Regions from separate parts of the Mus musculus genome. Here region 1 is linked to region 2. The links are chromatin contacts, called in public capture Hi-C maps. All regions are on one chromosome and are shown on one strand. Each heading gives the region's core, a stretch centred on a gene start, on an enhancer-like site or on the middle of the called end of the contact. The rest is flanking DNA. Distances are from core to core; before and after follow the strand shown. Region 1 overlaps 1810007D17Rik (RIKEN cDNA 1810007D17 gene). Region 2 overlaps Atrnl1 (attractin like 1).

The links. Capture Hi-C pulls out chosen DNA fragments and counts their contacts.
Region 1: a capture Hi-C map of embryonic stem cells shows a contact between it and region 2, with 8 times the contacts expected there. The contact joins two enhancer-like sites. A contact is called at or near these places in 1 of 39 promoter capture datasets (the C10 cell line), 2 of 15 datasets of contacts at CTCF or cohesin (embryonic stem cells and large pre-B cells), 7 of 484 Hi-C or Micro-C datasets (embryonic stem cells and trophoblast stem cells), 1 of 115 datasets of contacts at active chromatin or transcription factors (embryonic basal ganglia) and 1 of 9 other capture datasets (embryonic stem cells).

Annotation. Positions count from the first base shown.
Region 1 is chr19:58,607,902-58,614,213 of GRCm38.p6, reverse strand. The region is part of intron 1 of 1810007D17Rik (RIKEN cDNA 1810007D17 gene); the gene reads right to left. Among named protein-coding and RNA genes, the nearest start is that of 1810007D17Rik, 4.7 kb to the right of the region's middle. Within about 2 kb of position 4,328, at least 2 of the 459 cell types and tissues checked have an H3K27ac peak or open chromatin away from gene starts, as enhancers often do.
Region 2 is chr19:57,867,096-57,872,866 of GRCm38.p6, reverse strand. The region is part of intron 26 of Atrnl1 (attractin like 1); the gene reads right to left. Among named protein-coding and RNA genes, the nearest start is that of Gm52385, 56 kb to the left of the region's middle. Within about 2 kb of position 4,231, at least 2 of the 459 cell types and tissues checked have an H3K27ac peak or open chromatin away from gene starts, as enhancers often do.

The DNA.
Region 1 (6,312 bases), core at 3,079-5,578, 740 kb before region 2:
AATCCTTAATAAAGACAAATTTAATTTAGTTTATCTATTTTACTTGTAGAAACATCTGGCACAAAGCTTTCTTATAGATATTAAAGAAAACCAGTGTCTCACGGTTAACTTCACAAAATAATACTAATCAATATTGAGGAAATACAAGCTACACTTTTCCTGATGCCCCCTGCCCTGCCCAGAGTGACTTACTTAGCCCTCAGGAGGCAGCTACTAATGTTATATTTACTTTTATAAATATTTGCTAATGACATTATCAGTGTGTAAATTGTGAGTACCAGGTAGAAACGAATTTCATGTGAAAATACTCATTAAATATCTTCTAGAAAATTGAGAATTTATCCAAGAACGGTTATGAAAAACTACTCTCATGCCAGGTGTGGTATCACATGTCCTTAATCCCAGCATTTACGAGGCAGAGGCAGGAGGATCTCTGTGAGTTCAGGGCTAACCTGGTCTATATAGTGAGTTCCAGGTCAGTCAGGGATATGCAGTGAGACCCTGTCTACAAATCAAACAAAAAGTGAAAATTTAATCCCATTGTAATCTATGCAGTTCATACCAAAGAACTTAAATGAGGAACAAGTAACTAATTTGAGCCTGAGGATCTAGATAATGGAGATAACCAAATAGGCACACTTGTCACCGTGAGTGTGTGTGTTTGCTGGTTGCTCTGATGGTGTAGGCACACTTGTCACGGGGTGTGTGTGTGTGTGTGTTTGCTGGTTGCTGTGATGGTGTAGGCACACTTGTCACGGTGTGTGTGTGTGTGTGTGTGTGTGTGTTTGCTGGTTGCTGTGATGGTGTAGGCACACTTGTCACGGTGTGTGTGGAGGTCAGGGATCAACTTTCAGGAGTCAGTGCTTTTCCCCCACTGTGTGTTTGTAGCTTGTATGATACAAGTCCCAGATAAAAAGCAGGTTAGAGATGAAACGGTTTATCTTGGCTTCTGGTTCCAGAAGGATAGCGCTCATCATGGTGGAGAAGGTGTAGCAACAGGAGCTGGACAGCTCATTCCATCTGCACACAGGAAACACAGACAGACAAAAATGCAGGGCGAAGCTGTGTTCAAATACCTGCACCTATGGCCATTTCTCACTTAAGGCACAACACAAGCTTGGTGGCAAGCACCTTTACATGCGGAGCCCTCCCACCAGCCCTACATATGAACCCTTTTCAGTGTATACTCACGTTAAACAAAGTGCATAGCTGTGCACACATAACCTGCACCCATGTTAAACAAAAAGTGCTACAGCTGTGCACACACAGCCTGCACTCAGATTACACGTAAGGCATCACAGCTGTGCACACACACCTGCTCTGACCCCTTCTCTGCTGTCTGCTTCTCCCTCTGGGATGTTTGATGCAGGTGTGTCTGCCTGTTCTACACCATGTCCAGTGTTTAACATTAAATAGAATTATCATGAAACACAATATTTTTGGTTTAATTTCCTCATTATTATGGAGCTACTCAGAATTTTTTTCCTCACTTTGATTTTTAATACTTTCTCTAATATATGCTTTGCTAAAATAATAGTTACTGCCACATATCATAAAAGTGTCAATTGTATTAATGTAGTATAAAATGCATCATATAACTATCATGGGTGGGGGCTTTGTGGTTTTATAAGCAGTATATTAGGTCAGGGTTAGGAAGGCCAAGTCAGAGTTTCATCCAATCTTGCTGAATTCTGTTGTCAATGTGATTCATGAAAATTATCTGAGGCTTAGCAGCGTGTTACGAGAGTAACATAAATAGTGTCTGCAACTCGCTTGGTACATGAAGGACAGGGGTTGGAATCTCATTACATGAAATGTAATAGCATGTTAAAGATAAATGCATAGAATTATTACAGAAAGGGCCACCAGGGCCCCTTCTTGGGGTTCTTAGTCTCATTAATAAAATAAGAATGGACTCAAAGGAGGCTCCAGTACAATTCTATTGGAGTTTAAAAGAAAACCCCAGGGCAGGCAAGCTGTGCTCCTCAACGACCCCTCCAGGAGAGGAGGAAAAGGAGCCAGGTTATTTGAATGAGCACAGAGGTCAGACGTGGCAGGAAGTCAGGCTGTGTTTCGATAAAGAGTTAGAAAGCCAAAGTCTCAGGGAAGCCTAACAGTTTACATGCTAACATGCTTAGAAAAGAGAAAGACGTAGAGCGGAGGAGGAGGGAAGGGGAGGAGGAGTGAGGAAGGGAGGAGGGAGGGAGGAAGAGAAGGAGGAAGGAAGGAAGGAAGGAAGGAAGGAAGGAAGGAAGGGAGGGAGGGAGGGAGGGAGGGAAAGGAAATAATGGGTTTGGGACCAGGACAAACAGCTGAGGTGCATGTTTAATGTACCAAAGCCAACCTGGCCTCCATGTTCTCCCAGCATCCCTTGGTCCCTACCTGGCAAATTCTAGCCTCTATCCTGAACTTTCCAGCCCAGGGACTGGGCTTCGGCCTCTCCCAGAGGTCCTTTCCTATATAACCCAGAACTTTGTGTCTTTCTCCCCCCACCCCCACTTCTCCCATCTTTTCTTCTCTCTACTCAAATGCACTTTCCCTCTTTTTCTTCTCCCTCCCCTGTCTCCCTCCCCTCCTGGCCTTGGTCCTTGGGACCAGTGAACTCACCCCAAAGGGGTTTTCCAGTAAACTTGCCTTTATGTATACTCTAACCTGTCTTTATATATACTTTATATATAATCTAACCTGTCTTTATATATACTTTATATATACTCTAACCTGGCTTGAACTGGCTCATTTCACCAGTGGAAAAATAACTTATCAGGAAGGGGGGGCAGGCAAAATTAATCTTCTGAATAATTCAGAAATGAGCAGACTTCCAGGCTACAGAGTGGGGCTGTGACCCTGAGGTCTCAGAAGCTACTTCACTAGGCATAAGGATTACCTACGATGTCTCATTAAAGGACTAATTAATCCACCTATGCTAAGATCGTCCCAGCTTCCTACAGGGCATCTTAGCCATGACTGACCCAGCTCAACTGGGACATCTGGTCTCCCCTCAGGTCAGAGCATCTAGTCTCTTAAGGAGCTTGTTCTGACTAACAATCACAGCAAGTATTATTTTGTATCTTTTGTGCTTTGTTTGATTGTTTTTATAACCAAACTCAAAATCTTTAGAACACCATGGAGGGTGTGTGTGTGTGTATGTGCATGTGTATGTATGTATGTATGTGTGTGTATGTGTGTATATGTGTGTATGTGTGTGTGTTTATGTTGTGCATATGGGTGTATTGTGTATATGCATGTGTATATGTATGTGTGTGCATGTGTATGTATGTGTATGTGTGTGTATATGTGTGTGTGTTTATGTTGTGTATATGGGTGTATTGTGTATATGTATGTGTATATGTATGTGTATGTATGTGTGTGTAAATGTGTGTATGTGTGTGTATATATGTGTGTGTGTGTGTTGTGTATATGGGTATATTTTGTATATGTATGTGTGTGTGTATGTGTGTGCATATGTGTGTGTATGTGGGGTGTGTGTGTTGGAGATGCTATGTAACCCAAGTTGTCTTCAAATTCACAGTGCAGCCTAGGCTGTCTTCACATTCATACTTCCTGTCTCAGCCTCCAGAGCTGAAGGATCACAGGTATGTGCACTACAGACTGTAGATTTCTGAGGCTAAAACAAAAAGTAAAAGGTGCAAATATAAGCATTTCCATTGGGGAAAACTACCAACAACAAAATCAAGCAATAGTGAATTCCAACATCTAAGGAAGAACACATTTAGATTCTTAGGAAATTCAAAGAAACTTTTAGTGTAGGATATTGCTTTCTACCAAAGGTAGCTCGTTCCCACAGCCAATATCTGTAAGTCTCCCTTATCTTGTGAAACTTGTATGTAAAGGAACTTTACAGATTTTTTTTTAGGTTTTATTTATTTGTTTTATATATATGACAAGCAAACTATAGCTGTCTTCAGGCACCCCAGAAGAGGGCATCAGATCGCATTACAGATGGTTGTGAGCCGCCATGTAGTTGTTGGGATTTGAACTCAGGACCTATGGAAGAATAGTCAGTGCTCTTAACCACTGAGCCGTCTCTCCAGCCCAGAATTCAGATCTTTTAATCTCCTTTATCTGGTAAAACTTTTGTTTATCCAGAGGCCTCACTGCATTCCCAGGAACTTCATGGCCTCACCTTCCTCAAGATGGTCCCTTTACCTGAGCCAGCTGATTCTTTTTAAGTAGTCAGCTGCAAGATGGTGAGGTTGGACCCCAGCCAAAGGGGAAAAGAGAGTCACCACTTGAATTAGGTAAGGACTAAATAAACTCCCTGCCCTGGGGTGCTTGCTCCCTTCCTGGTGTGTTTACTAGCCTGATTCAGATTGTGCAACCTATGTTAATAGCATTGAGCAGTTAAGCAAGCATTCTTGGTCTTGCTAATAAAAGAAATTAGAAGCAAACTTGGAAGAAAGCTCAAGGACAATTTTGTTATGTTAGCAAAGTAAATAGCAGAACAGGCAAGAACGAAGTCTCAGCAGCTGCCTGGGATAGGGAGATGGAGGGGAGGAGGAGGAGCCCTGCACTGGAAGTCGGCAAGCGATGGTAAATGGAAAGGTAGCAGGATGGGCAAAGCTTCCGGTGAGGGACAGTACTGAAAAGCCTAAGCCAAGACAGCAGGTGTCAGGTGCTACAGTGCTGACTGACAGAGTAGACTCTGTAGTGGTGGCATGGTGGCACTGAGAGACGGGCTTCTGGGAGAAAATTTATATTACAGTATTTAGTCTCTCCTTAGCATTCATAAAGCAGCCTGCCTCCATCTTTGGCTTGAAAGCCAATGGAACACTTTTAATCATAATTTTTAAGTTTCTTTTGCAATGTTAGAGCACAACCACAATTTTTGGAAGGTAAACCCAATTTTAAACAATCCATTCTCTTTAAAATCAATACTAGAAACATCACTTTCACGTTATAAAGTTTGACTGCCAATTCTTTTTTTTTTATTTTATTAGATATTTTCTTTATTTACATTTCAAATGCTATCCTGAAAGCCCCCTATACTCTCCTCTCACCCTGCTCCCCCTACCCACCCACTCCCACTTCTTGGCCCTGGCATTCCCCTGTACTGGGAAATATAAAGTTTGCAAGACCTAGGGGCCTCTCTTCCCAATGATGGCCAACTAGGCCATCTTCTGCTGCATATGCAGCTAGAGCTCTGGGGATACTGGTTATTTCATATTGTTCTACCTATAGGGTTGCCCACCCCTTCAGCTCCTTGAGTACTTTCTCTAGCTCCTCCATTGGGGCCCTGTGTTCCATCCTATAGATGACTGTGAGCATCCACTTCTGTATTTGCCAGGTACTGGCATAGCCTCACACGAGACAGCTATATCAGGGTCCCTTCAGCAAAATCTTTCTGGCATATGCAATAGTGTCTGGGTTTGGTGGCTAATTATGGGAATGGATCCCCGGGTTGGATAGTCTCTGGATCATCTATCCTTTCGTCTTAGCTCCAAACTTTATCTCTGTAACTCCTTCCTTGTGTATTTTGTTCCCTATTCTAAGGAGGAATGAAGTATCCACACATTGGTCTTCCTTCTTCTTGATTTGCTTGTGTTTTGCAAATTGTAACTTGGGTATTCTAAGTTTCTGAGCTAATATCCACTTATCAGTGAGTGCATATCTAGTGACTTCTTTTGTGGGTTACCTCACTAAGGATGATATCCTCCAGATCCATCCATTTGCCTAAGAATTTCATAAATTCATTGTTTTTAATAGCTGAGTAGTACTCCATTGTGTAAATGTACCACATTTTCTGTATCCATTCCTCTGTTGAGGGACATCTGGGATCTTTCCACCTCTGGCTTTTATAAAAAGTCAGCTATGAACATAGTGGAGCATATGTCCTTATTACCAGTAGGAACATCTTCTGGGTATATGCCCAGGAGAGGTATTGCAGGATCCTCCGGTAGTACTATGTACAATTTTCTGAGGAACCACCAGACTGACTTCCAGAGTGGTTGTACAAGCTTGCAATCCCACCAGCAATGGAGGAGTGTTCCTCTTTCTCCACATCCTTGTCAGCATCTGCTGTCACCTGAATTTTTGATCTTAGCCATTCTGACTGGTGTGAGGTGGAATCTCAGGGTTGTTTTGATTTGCATTTCCCTGATGATTAAAGATGTTGAACACTTTTTCGGGTGCTTCTCAGCCATTCAGTATTCCTCAGTTGAGAATTCTTTGTTTAGCTCTGTACCCCATTTTTAATGGGGTTATTTGAATTTCTGGAGTTCAGCTTCTTGAGCTCTTTGTATATATTGGATACTAGTCCCCTGTCAGTTTTAGGATTAGTAAAAATCCTTTCCC
Region 2 (5,771 bases), core at 2,982-5,481:
ATAAGAGGGAAATGAAATCGATTCTGCTATGCTCTTCTTATCAAACATGCACCAGTCTTACAGGACAGCTGATTGGAGCATGATATTTCATTTTTATTGGATGAGGTATATTTAATTCATTCCCTTTCTGGTTTCTCTTTTTCTTATATGTGTGTACGTGTGTGTGTGTGTGTGTGTGTGTGTGTGTGTATTTGTACAAACACATGTGGAAGCCAGAGGTTGACAGAAAGCATCTTCTTCTGTCTCTCTAGAACTTATTTTTAATAGAGGTTCACTCATTAAACCTGGACATAAATACACACACACACACAGAGAGAGAGAGAGAGAGAGAGAGAGAGACAGACAGACAGACAGACAGACAGAGACAGAGAGAGACAGAGACAGTTGGCTAAGCTGATTGGTGAGTAAGCTAAAGAAGTAGACCTGTCCCTGCCTCCCTCCCCAGAACTGGAATTAAAGAGGCACTCCAATTCCTGGCCTTGCTATATAGGTGGGAGGAGACAAACCTGGGTGCTCGCACTTAGCACAGCAGGTGCTTGCCAACTAAGACATTCTCCAATTCCATTTCTTGAAAAATAATTAGATATATGTGGCCAATTTTCCTACTAAGTAAACATTTGTGTGTGTATGTATGGGTGAACATGTGTGTTCATGTTTTGTGAACATGTATGAACATGTGTTTGCATGAATGTGTGAACTTGAGTGGTGCATTATGTGTGAACATGTGTGTGCATGTGTGTGAATGTGTGTGCATGCATGCATATGTCCATGTATAAATGCTTTGTTAAGTTATATTCACTTCATCAAGTACCAAATTATCATCTAGAATTGATACCTCTTTCATCACTAATAACCAATATCTTTAAAGGCATGTAAAGCCATTAGAATAAACCAGCAATTAAACTAAGAAGTATTTTCAATAATACTTTACCTGCATATAAACCACAACGAGCAAAAACAAGACAGTACCTCATAGCACTAACAAACATCACATGAGATAGACTTGGTATGTAGTCCTGAAACTATCATCTACCTCAGACTGCCCTTGAGCTCCTGTGACAGGCATCTGCCTCCGGAGTGTAGACTTACCACCACACCCAGGCAATGTCCAGTTTTAATTATATAGAATGACCTCTTTAAGATGAGATGGACACATAAGAAGTCAATTGCATCCGTTCTCCAGGTACTGAGACCTCAAGGTCCATGAACACGCAGAAGGGAAGTCTCAGGCTGATTATTTCCACATGCACCCGGCTTAAGTACCACAGTAATGAAATCACTTTCACTCGGAAGGAAATTGCCCAGTGTTAAGTTGCCAGTGGCGATTTTAATAAGGCTTTCGATCTAACTTAGCTTTATGAAGGCCTCAGATTAAATTCTTAATTTATTTAGTAATTTGAAAAATCACAAGTGAAGACAGGAGAGGAGACTTTGTAAAGAGACAGATAATCCCGGTCTATTGCTGCTCTTCCTAACAATGGGCTCTCCCTCCATCCCTCCCAATTGACTGTCATTATCACTTTTATCTTCCACGTCCAGTCCCTGCGTTTATCGGACATCTATTCAGCTGACAATTCACTTAGACTTTTGAAGTTCCCTGACATAAAAACTCCATTTAACTGCTTCCTAAATGGTGGGCTAATCTGCACAAATTTAAAGTTTGATCTTAATGGAACCGCCGTTCCTGGCGTTATTAGGGTGCTGGGAAAGCACTCGGACGCGCACTTTTTGTAAAGCGTTTGTGGATCTCACGCACAGGAGGAACTCTGCACAGAGGCATCTGCACAGGGCTGCCTTTTACAGTAGAATGCACAGTCATTTGTCATTTGGATTCTTCCTACACATTGCAGAATCCTGAGCAAACATCAGAAAAGTGTCGGCTGCTTTGTTAACAAACTTGTGTCCCAGCTGTGGCTCGAGCAGGGCCAGAAGGCTGGGAGGCTCCAGCCACGTAACGTTTCAATTACAGTTATCTTATGGCGCTGGTACATATTTTTCTTCAACAATCAAACAACCTCAGCTGGAAACCTCCAGCAATAACATAAATAAACGACCATCTGGCCAGAATAATTAAGGAAGGCTGGAAATAAAACATTAATTAGTGCAGTATTTCAAACGACCTTCAGAGCCCTGATTATGAAATTATATACGAAACAGGTACTCACGTCCTTCATGTTGCTGTTAAATTTAACTAGGCATGAATAAATAAAAATACCATTTTCTCTTTTGGGGAAGACTATTGATTCAAAATGATGACATATTTCTTAAGGGTGATAATTAAATTAAAGCAAGAAATAAACAAGTGAAACCAACACAGTGTCATAGCCTTAAATTCCACACCACAAGTGCGCGGGGCCTCAGGGAGCTGCCGTGTCTGCCTCTGTTGATCTATGAAACAGGAAAAAGAGGCTCAGAGTGTAAATGGTTTTCCACAAGGTTGCACACCTAGAGAATCTGATCCTCATTTCAGAAATAGTCAATGCATTGACAATGTGAATCAACATACAGAGATATTCAAGCATAAGATGGCAGACGTCATCGGCAAAAATCGCCTTGGTTGTTAGTTTGCCTTTTCACTAAAATAAATTTTAACAATTTGTTAGTGGTTTCAGGTAACACCGTGTGACAACTCCAAAGTTTTAAGACACAAAGCAGGCCTGAAGCAGAGACGACTCAGGACCCACCAGGTCTCTCTTTATGGAGGGGAAGGTGTTAGGAAGACCCCGCAGCTATAACAGGATGGACCTTCACTGCCTCATGGTAATGAAATGCAGATGGAGACAGGATTTTGAGGAGCCCTTTATGTCCTCTCCCATGTCTCTGCCATCCTCTAGCTGTGCTGACTAGGGACAGCACAGCCCTTTAACTCAGGATGTGGAGGAGAATGCTGGAGTAGCATCCATATTATTCTGGCCCATGGAAGAGAAATAAATACAATATAGAGATATACAATGAATGCTAAGGGCAGGCCTGGTGGACACCAGCGCTCATACTAAAGCAGCCAATTCTACAAAACAACATTGATGTATTGCTTTAAATAATGAATTTAAGTGGCGTTTTAAAAATCAGCAGAATCTTAAGTATCTTCTGATAGAAAGAACATCTGTTTTATATAAACCACCATTTCTACCATCTCTAGGCTTATGACGTATAATTCCAGGTTGTTTTGTTTTTATCACATAAAATGATATATTTCTATTAAGGCATTTAAATTTTTCATTCATGTAAACAAAGCATTTCATCATAGTCAAGGCTATCTCTTCCCCTAACTCCTTACACATCCTCCTCACTCCTCATCCACGCCCCTTTCCCCCACCCCGACCCCCAATGATGTGGCCTCTAGTCCTTTAAAATAAGCCACTATTCCAATTTGTGTCGCCTATAACCTCACACGTGTGAAACTATCCATTGGAGAATGACCAATCTAACAGGTGGCACACCTTTAAAGAAAACTAAGTCCCTTCCGTGGAAGCCAAGTGGGATTAGCGAACACCTCTCCTTTCCTGTTAGATTGCCAGCTGGCTTCATCTTGTGCAGCCAACAGCGGCTGCTGTGGACTCTGGGAGCTTGCTGCGTCTGCCATTCCCAGAATGCACTCGGACCCTGGGTCCTCAATGACCTTACTCAGATGACCTTCTCCCTGTCCCCTCTTCCACAATGGTCCCAGGGCCTTGGGGAGGCTGTGCAAATACAGATGCCACATTTATAGCTGAGCACACAGCACTAACTGACCAACTGAGTCTGTGAGTTGGTTTGTTTGTTTTTAATTTTTTTTTTAATTAAAGCTGTCTGAATGTGAGCACAATGTGCATACAGTTACCAACACAGCCAGAAGAGGGCATCGGATCTGGAAATACAGTCACAGATGGTCGAGAGTCACCATCTGGGTGCTGAGAATCAAACCTAGGTCCTCTGAAGAGCAATCACTGCTCTTAAACTCTGAGTCATCCCATAGGCCCCCGTAATTGTCTTTTTAATTGCTATAACTGTGCATATTTACTGGTGTGTTTTTATTCCGCAATGCACAGGCATCCGGTAATGATCAAACTGGGATTAGCGCTCAAACTTATTTTTTTTTTCTGGTAAGTACATTCGAAACCCTGTTCCTCCAGGCAATCTACGAGGCAGCCCATTGTTGCCAAGTTAGGAGGAGGTCTGCACTAGAGCAGAGCATCAGCGACTGAACACACAGGTCTGGTTTCAAGAACTAACGTGGCCTTGTGATGCCAGGAACCATAGTGTTGTGTGACACACCTCTACCACAAGTGCTGTGTGCACTCTCCTCTACCACCTCCTCTCTGTAGCTTTCACAATAAATAGAACTGTCATTGGCATGGAGGCAGGAGGGTAAGTGGCATTTCAAGAGCAGTTCCTGAATCTCTCTACTCTAAATACTTGGAGAGACAAACAGAAGTGAAGTACTGAGTAAACATCCAAAGTCTTTCCCAAACCTTCTGCTGTCAAATCTCCCAGCAGGAGCATGAGACACCGTGGGTCAGACTCAGATCTCCACTATCTCTTGTTTGTGCCAAGAACCAATCGTTTATTATTATTTTAGGGACAGGGATAGGAAGGGAGGGGAAACAGAGGTAGGGAAGGGAGCAGAAGGAGGGGGGAGGGGGAAGTTCCTGAAGGGTATATAGAGGATGACATATTAAAGGTCCCCTTAATGCCCCATCATGGATGGGGTGAAGAGTGTGTGCGCAAGGAACAAGGCACGAAGGAGACTTTGTGCTGCAATAATGTGTTCAAGGGGTGTTTAAATTCGGAGAATACACTTCCTTTGCGTGTACAATCAGTGAGTTATGGGCTGATAGAGAAGCTGCTTACAGTTTTGGACCTTCTGAGAGATGATGTGAAAGTGGATGGTAAATGATTCCATCACAGAGGGGACTAGTGCAGAGTCCTCACTGTCCCTCCATCGGGGACAGACTAACTAGCTCAGAGTAGTAAGTGACATTCCCCTGGGGAGGTAACTAGGGCAGAATCCTGGCTGTCCCATCAGACATCTTAGGGAAAGAAAGCTCAGAGCACTCTTTGAAAGAGACCCTGTCACACTCAGTGGGGACTTTTCAAGCAGAACACAACCCTCGTCTATTGTTTGGTAGAACACTCGATGTCCCTGGCATCTAAGAACCTAACACATAGCTTTCTAGTGACAATAGGACATCCAAGCAGGGCAAGCTTTGTGGCACAACCTGAGCTGTCATTTATTCACTATTTAGAAATGCTATGCCGATCGTTTATTCTATTATCACAGCAAAGTTAAATAAGCACTATGAAACTTCTCTGTAATCCCTCTCTAATCCTAAAACAGGAGCTCAGGGAGCACTTTAGCTCAGAAGCACTGCAGGAGCTCAGCAAGCACTGCAGGAGCTCAGGGAACACTGCAGGAGCTCAGGGAGCACTGCAGGAGCTCAGGGAGCACTGCAGGAGCTCAGGGAGCACTGCAGGAGCTCAGGGAACACTGAAGGAGCTCAGGGAGCTCTGCAGGAGCTCAGGGAGCACTGTAGGAGCTCGGGGAGCACTGCAGGAGCTCAGGGAGCACTGTAGGAGCTCGGGGAGCACTGCAGGAGCTCAGGGAGCACTGCAGGAGCTCAATGAGCACTGAAGGAGCTCAGGGAGCTCTGCAGGAGCTCAGGAGCTCAGGGAGCACTGTAAGAGCTCAGGAGCACTGCAGGAGCTCGGGGAGCACTGCAGGAGCTCAGGGAGCACTGCAGGAGCTCAGGGAGCACTGCAGAAGCTCAGGGACCACTGCAGGAGCTCAGGAG